Regions from separate parts of the Astyanax mexicanus genome. Here region 2 is linked to region 1. The links are chromatin contacts, called in public Hi-C maps. All regions are on one chromosome and are shown on one strand. The core of a region is the stretch at or near the end of the contact, and the rest is flanking DNA. Distances in the headings are between cores, read along the strand shown.

The links. Hi-C and Micro-C count contacts between places; a contact is called where the count stands out from the background.
Region 2: a contact with region 1 is called in a Hi-C map of muscle, with 15 times the contacts expected there. The contact joins the enhancer-like site here to the promoter of sik2b in region 1. A contact is called at or near these places in 3 of 3 Hi-C or Micro-C datasets (blood and muscle).

What each region holds. Positions count from the first base shown.
Region 1 is chr18:3,189,870-3,193,677 of AstMex3_surface, forward strand. It overlaps sik2b (salt-inducible kinase 2b), which reads left to right and starts at 1,726. Exons shown (of 15, transcript XM_022675039.2): 1 at 1,726-2,308. The coding sequence starts at 2,171.
Region 2 is chr18:3,292,865-3,296,672 of AstMex3_surface, forward strand. It overlaps ppp2r1bb (protein phosphatase 2, regulatory subunit A, beta b), which reads right to left. Exons shown (of 15, transcript XM_007229378.4): 10 at 3,767-3,808; 11 at 2,290-2,350. Among protein-coding and RNA genes, the nearest start is that of ppp2r1bb, 18 kb to the right of the region's middle. Within about 2 kb of position 1,742, the one cell type or tissue checked has an H3K27ac peak away from gene starts, as active enhancers do.

The sequences.
Region 1 (3,808 bases), core at 476-2,975:
AGTTATCTCATAGTTCAGATAAATTCAGCCGTGGTGATTTTGTTTTGCTCACTTTAATTCACCACAAACTACAGTGCAAAATGGAAAACGACCTTACTTAGGTTCATTTAAACATTTTTCTTTGCTAATGTTGATTCAACATTAATTTAATGTTATGGTTTTATATATATGCTTTTGTATTAAATTTTACTTACATTAAAATTTATATCTTGTCTGTATTTATTTGTTATAGCCTTTACTGTGGTGTTTCAGCGCATAATGGGACATTTAAAAATTATATATATTAGTATTATTATTTGTGGGAGGCATATTTCTCCTAAAGCATTGTTGTAAGTGTAGATTCAGAGCCTCAACCATTCAAAAGCTTTAAATAAACGTTAATTCAATGTCGGAATTTCAACATTAATCAGTACCTATTAGATAATGTTAAATAAATGTTGTTTTAAGGTTGTTTTTCCATCATCAAACTTAAAAGATGTAATGCAATAAAAAAAACATTTACATTTATTCAATGGCCATAATCACTTCGAATCGGGTCGTGTGAGTGAATCAACGAGTCACTGAATCGGGACGTTCGACTCGGTGAATCAATTCGTTTGTGAATGATTTACCTTAAATATATGCATATATGATTAAATAAATGAACTAATACGAATATATCTGTGTTTGATATGTGCTTTGTTGTTTATGTATTTGTTTTAATATTAATTTTCAGAATGAATTTCGGAATTAATGCTTATTTTATTGGATTGTGTAATATTTTGTGTACTATTGATATTATATATAAATACATTACAAAATTTAACACTTGCTTGACTCTAAAACACATATGATAAATTTTATTATTATTGTAATTTTTAACAAAATAAAAAAAAAATGTCACACAAGACTTCCATGTTTTTCTTCACCTTTTTTTTGTTAAAAATTCCAACACCTTTTTTTAAGTGAGTAGTCAACAATTCTAAGGCTTTTTATCAATCAATCAACCTTTATTTAAACAATGCAGCCGAGCAAATACTTAGGGAAGGGATAAAATAAAATAAAATTAAATAAATAATAAAAATAAAAAATAAGATATTATAAAAAATATAAAACAATGTAAATAAAGAATCATAAAATCATATGTAAAAAAAATCAAAGGTAATAAAACGAAACAAATGCAACTACAGATGAATAAATAAACCATACAATACATACAAATACATACAAATTCAATGAAAGGAAAGAAAGAAACAATAAAAGAAATTTAGGCTAAAACAAACCAAAATTAAAAACAATTTAACTAAAAAATTAAATTAAGAAAACTACTAAAAACGTACCAAAGATCATAAAAAAATCAGCTTATTATATTTTTCTTTACTTAAAAAAACAATAGAGATAATTCAGGTCTGAAAGGGTATAATAATTCAGTGGCCATAATCATTTCGAATCCGCTCGTGTGAGTGAATCAACGAGTCGCTGAATCGTTGGACGTTCGACTCGGTGAATCGCGGGAGTCGGTGAATCGATTCGTCACCACTGAACCGAACTTCCAGGCGCTCGCGATCATTCACTCCAGTTCAGCCCCAGAGCCGTTAAAGCTGACCGCTGACGTAAGAGGAGGCTCGGGGTCGCCCGTGGCAACGAGTTGGCAGCGGCGTGCTGAAGGGCTCGGAAGCCCCGCCCCCTCCACTAATACCCCCATAGGCTCTGACGTCAATGGACGTCAACGGAGGGAACAGGACGCCTCCTCCTGCTCCTCGCGCGAGCGAGTCCAGCTCGTGCACTCGGGCTAATGGAGCTGAAACATTAGAGCTCTATTGTATGAGAGAGGGGAAATAGAGAGAGAGAGAGATATAGAAGAATAGAACGAGAAAAAGAGAGAGCATGCTGTGACTTGTTTCTTTCTTTCCCTCTCTCTCTCTCTGAGTCCGGCTGCTGAAGCCTTTGCTGTCCTCGTCGTCTTTTATTATTTAAGGTCTTTATTTTAAGCTAATGTTCAGCAGACGTGTTTTAAAAACAGGAGGAGAGGGAGGAGGTGGAGGAGAGGAGGGGTAGACAGCGTGTTCTCGCTGCCTCGTTATCTGTGACTTGGGGCTGTGCAAGAAGTGTGAGTGTGTGTAAGAGTGTGTAAGAGTGTGTGTAGCTATCTATCTCCCCCCTCTCACTGAGTGTGTTGCTGCCGAACAGCATGGTCATGGCTGACTGTCACCAGAAAGCAGGGCTCCGGGCTCCGGTCCGGGTGGGCTTCTACGATATCGAGCGCACTCTGGGCAAGGGCAACTTCGCCGTGGTGAAGCTCGCGAGACACCGGATCACCAAGACCGAGGTGAGTGAGAGTATCAGCCCAGACTGTGGAGAGAAACAGCAGCAACTTCTGCTCCAGAGTGTGTTACTGTTACTGCTACTGCTGTTGTTGTTGTTTGTTGTCCTGTAGCTACATTTCTCTCTTGAAGTGTTACAATGTTGAGGAACATCAGAGCAGCAGGTTGTCTGAAGACACACGTGTGTATAGAGGAGCTCTTCCAGGCTCTCTGTGCAGTTATAAGCTATTTAAGCTAGCTAACTAACTAGCTAACACTTTAGTAGTAGACCTTTCTCCATGCTTGTCTGGAGTTACTGCTTGTATCTTCTTGTTTAAAGCAGCAGCAGCTGGCTTCTCAGAATTGGGTCTGGTGTAGAGGCTCTATGGCTTCTGCCTAGAATTAGGGCTTATATTGGTTTGGTAGTTGTAGCCAGTGGTGCTACAACACATTTTGGTGGATCTTTCCATGCTTCTCCATGCATCTTCTTGTTTGCAGCAGCTGGCTTCTCAGAGTTGTGTTTGGTATAACTTAGGCTCTTTGACTTCTGTCTAGAATTAGGGCTTATACTGGAGTGGTGGTGGTAACTAACGCATTTTGGTGGATCTTTCCATGCTTGTTCCTTCAGAATTGTATCTGAAATCTGTATCTGTAAAGAGGCTTTATAACTTCTGCCTAGAATTATGGTTTATACTGGTCTGGTAGTTGTCGCTAGTGGTGGTAATACACACTTTGGTGGATCTTCATGCAGCTTCGTTTTAGGCAGTAGCTGGTTCCTCAGAATGTACTGGAGTGGTGGTGTCTAACAGGTAGACCTTCCCATGCTTCTTTTTGCATTTTCTGTTTTGCACCAGCTGGCTTCTCAGAATGTCCTAGGTGTTGAGTTATCTTTGGTGTAGAGGCTCTCTGAGCTGAGGCTAAGGCTTATGGTGTGGTGTTGGTGGTGGTGGTAGACCTTTCCATGCTTCTCTGTAGTTCTCAGAATTGTGTTTGGTGTAGAGGTTCTCTGACTTCTGTCTGGGATTATGGTTTATACTGGTTGGTAGTTGTAGCTAATGGTGGTAACATATATTTTGGTGGATCTTACTCCATGCTTCTCTTCTTGTAATTTCTTGTTTGCAACAGTAGCTGGCTTTTCATGATGTTTATGGCTTATACTGGAGTGGTGGTGGTGGTAGACTACTTTGGTAGACCTTCTCATGCTTCTTTTTGCATTCTCTTTTTGCAGCAGCTGGCTTCTCAGAATGGTTTGGTGTAGAAGCTCTATGACTTCTGTCTAGGAATATGGTTTATACTGATTTGGTAGATGTAGCTAGTTGTGGTAATACACATTTTGGTGGAACTTGCCATGCTTCTTCATGCCTCTTCTTGTTTGCAGCAGCTGGCTTCTCAGAATTGTGTCTGGTGTATAGACTATCTGACTTCTACCTAGGCTTAGGGTTTATACTGGAGTGGTGATGGGGTGGTAAATCTTTCCATGCTTCTCTAAAGTTACTCCTAATATCTTCTTGTTTGCAGCAGCTGGC
Region 2 (3,808 bases), core at 492-2,991, 100 kb after region 1:
ATTTATTTTTGCTAGTATGCACGTGATAAATGCAGTAAATCAGCCACTGTAAGTGTTGTGCCCATACTGCTTCTGTTTATAAATAAAACAATAAGTTGCTCTTCTCAACAAACAGAAACATGCTTTAGGGGACTCTTATTGTGGTGGGAAGTCATAATTCAGCACAACAACCAACAACAACTACAAACAAATCAAAACAGTTTAAACTCTTAATACAGTCAATTTCATATTTGGCTTTACTAACTGCACCATCATACAAACACAACTGAGAAACTGAACAATCAAGAAAAGAAAGAAACAAAAAAAAAACAGCTAGATCACTACAGCTAAAATGTAAGGGATGGAAAAAATTAGATATTCAAATAAATAGTAACATATTAAAGCTGCAAGACACCATTATGTTCACAATACTGATAAACAATCAGCCTAATAAAAAGACAGACAAAGAAAAGGCTTTATACATTTTGAAATGTCAAAATCAAAGCTCAGTACTGCTCTCTAAGAACTGTCTGGTGTGTTTGTACTCCCAGACATACAGTGGACATTGGGTGGCACCGATTGTAGCTTTTATTAGGTGGGCCAATTGCTTGGTCTGCACACAGTCTTTAAACAGCAAGCACAGCCATAAAAAGATAAATGGCGGTAAAGTTGATTCAGCTAAAAGAAAAGATTAATGTAATTTTGACCTCTTTACTTCTTTTAGTGTAGTAGCATAGAAAATAAAGCTTTTTTCCCCCGATACGGTAGCCGCAGTGTAAAAAGACTGCACATTTTTTCTTTGCCAGACTGTAAAAATAGTGCATAATTTGACAAATTTTACAATATTACTTTTCTCCTTCTTTACACATTCATCTACCAATAGATTTAATTCCAATATTGGTGTGGTTATTTTTATTTCTAATTCTTAACCTATTTTTTATCCCCAGTTTACAAGGCCAATGACCCATTAGGACACTAGTGATACTCCAACACCAGGAGGGTGAAGACTAGCACACGCCTCCTCTGACACAGGGGAAGTCAGACTCCGCCTCTTTTTGAACTGCTGCTGATGCAGCATTGCCGAGTAGCATCACAGCGCTAACGCTCGGAGGAAAGCGCAGCGACTCAGTTCTGATACATCAGCTCACAGACGCAGCCTTGTGCTGATCCACATCACCCTAGGAGTGATGAGGGGAAAGAAAAGAGCGTTATCTACTGTACTGTACCCACCCAGAGAGAGCAAGGCCAACTGTGCTCTCTCAGGACTCTGGCAGCTGATGGCATACTGCATGCTTGGGTGCATCTGTATGCCTGCGCCCAAAACTTCCAAACCAAACTAGATCAGTACAGATTTAGGGTGTAATCAAAGCCATTTGGATAATCAAAACAGCATTTGACACATCTAAATGCAGATTTTAGGGCATAAAAGCAAGACGAGGATCGACATGACCTAAAAAAATCTCTTTAAAAAAACACAGCATGAAGTAAAAGTATTAATCTCTCAGTATTTGGTGAGTCATATGCAAATTTAGGAGAAATAATTTAAGTGGAAATCACTGGGAGCACCGCAAGGAACGAAGAGCATATCCACCAAAGTCAAATCCCATTTCCTCATCCAGCCCAGGAGCATGAAAAGCAGAAGCGCGCACCCAGCGCTCTGAGACAGAGTGTGTGAAATGGAAGTGATGGAGACACGGTGGATCATCAAAGCTGCCGAAGCAGAGGAGCCGGGGCAGGCCGCTGCGCTGACCTACATTCTCAGCGGCTGCGATAGCGAGCGGCTTTTCCTGTGAGCAGACCACACAGCAGCCAGGAAAGCAATTAGGAGACGGGGAGGGGATTTATACGCACTAAAAAGAAAAAGAACTGATTAAACTAAGTTGAACCCAAAAGCAAAAGAAAGTAAACAGCGAGAGGGGGCATGAGGAAAGGTGAGAGAGTTTAAAAAAGGGCGAAAAAACCTGAGGAAAGGGGCAAAACTCTGAGGAATTTCCTGGGTGCTGCTGGATTCTTATCAGCTGGAGTCTCGTCATTAGCAGAGAGAAGAGCGGGAGCTGCGGTGAAGCACGTCCTCCTCTCCCCCCAAACCACTCTTTGGCAGAACAGTGGAAAAGGGCGGGGCAAGGCAGAAGAAACAGCAGCTCCCTTTGGTAATCCTAGCAGCTGCAATGCGCTAACTATGCTACTGTGCGTGCGAGAGTGAGTGTGTGTGTGTGAGTGAGTGAGTGAGAACTGGATGATCCAAAGAGTCAGCAGACTTATTGCACTCACACTTATTTCACACTCGGAGTGAAAGGTGGGCACACTTACCATGGTCTACCAGCCACGCCATGCACAGAGAGTTCAGCTTCTCATCAAAGAACTCCACTCCCTATAAAAGAAAAAAAGACATTAGAGAAAGAGAGAAAGAAAGAGATTTAATTAAGGCCCAATCCCATTTCACCCCTTGGCTGGAGGGGTAGGTTAGGGAAAGGGACAGGGCTTGCTCGCCCTTCATACGAAGATTTTTCAGATGCACACTTCAAACCGAGGGGTATGAGATTCACTGGTAAGATCACAGTAAAAGAAAGCAAAGAAACCCACAAATTTCAGTATTTAAATTGTTAAAAAGTAAGGATTAGCTCTATATTACTATAGTTTAATGTGTAGTTTTAATGTTTTATGGCCAAATTCTTCATAACAAGCATTAAAAAATTTAAAAAAAGATTGCTAGTAGTTGTCTCAGTAGCTAGCTTACTAGCCAACTTTCCAGTTCCACCTTAAATGGTGCAACAAATGGCAGGGGCTGGCTGCAGAATTTAAGGAGGAGCGGAAAAATATAATAAAAAAAAGCTAATTTCAGCTCCCCAACAAAGAGGAATTAAAGAATGGACAATCATTTCTGCACTCTCTCCCCCCTTTCTGAAGACAGGGCTTTCTCAGGTCTTGGTAACATCATCTTATTGGCCCTTTATGATCTGTTGTACATTATATGGATATCTGGGCTTCCCTCAGAATAGGGGTGGGCGATATGGCCCTACAATAACATCACTATATTTCATGGTATTTTCACAATAACTATACTCTTGGCGATATGAAAATAGAGTTAAAAAATTATTTTGAAAATACACTACAAACAAATGCAACAAAGTGAAATTTTAATTTTATTATTGCATACAATATGATATGGCACACTAACTGAGATATTAAAAAATATAATAATTTTATCAGATTTGTAACAGAAGTCAATGATCCAGAATGTCATGATACTAACAATAATAATAATGCACTGCAAATATCTCCATATATCCATGATTACAGTAAAATAAATGATACTGAACAGATATAATCTGTTTCTAGTAGATATATAACGGGAAATGAGAACAGTGTGAATTTTTCTTTTCCTAAAAACAGCAAAAAAAAGTAGAACCCTGATGTGATAATTAGTGAACGATATTTCAAAATGTTAGAAAGATTAATGTGTATGATACGATACGGCACACCCCTACTTCAGAATCCATATTTTCCTGGATTTGCCTTTAATCTAGTGCAGCTAAATTTGCCTTTCTGGCTTTAGTAAACAGCCAACATATGCTTGTTTAAAATCAATGTTTGACTTTTGTGTAAAATGTGGACTTAATTTTGAATAATGTTGTACTTACAGACACAAATGCTCATATGGCTCCAGTTTATGCTCCTAAACTGAGCATAGACTCATGGTAAGACAGGTTAGTTAAACAAGGCTACTACTAGCTACCATTTTATACTTTTAGCTCACAGTACACAAAAAAACAGGTGCTAAACTCACCAGCTGGCCCGCCAGCAGCGGCATGTACTCGATAATGGCCAG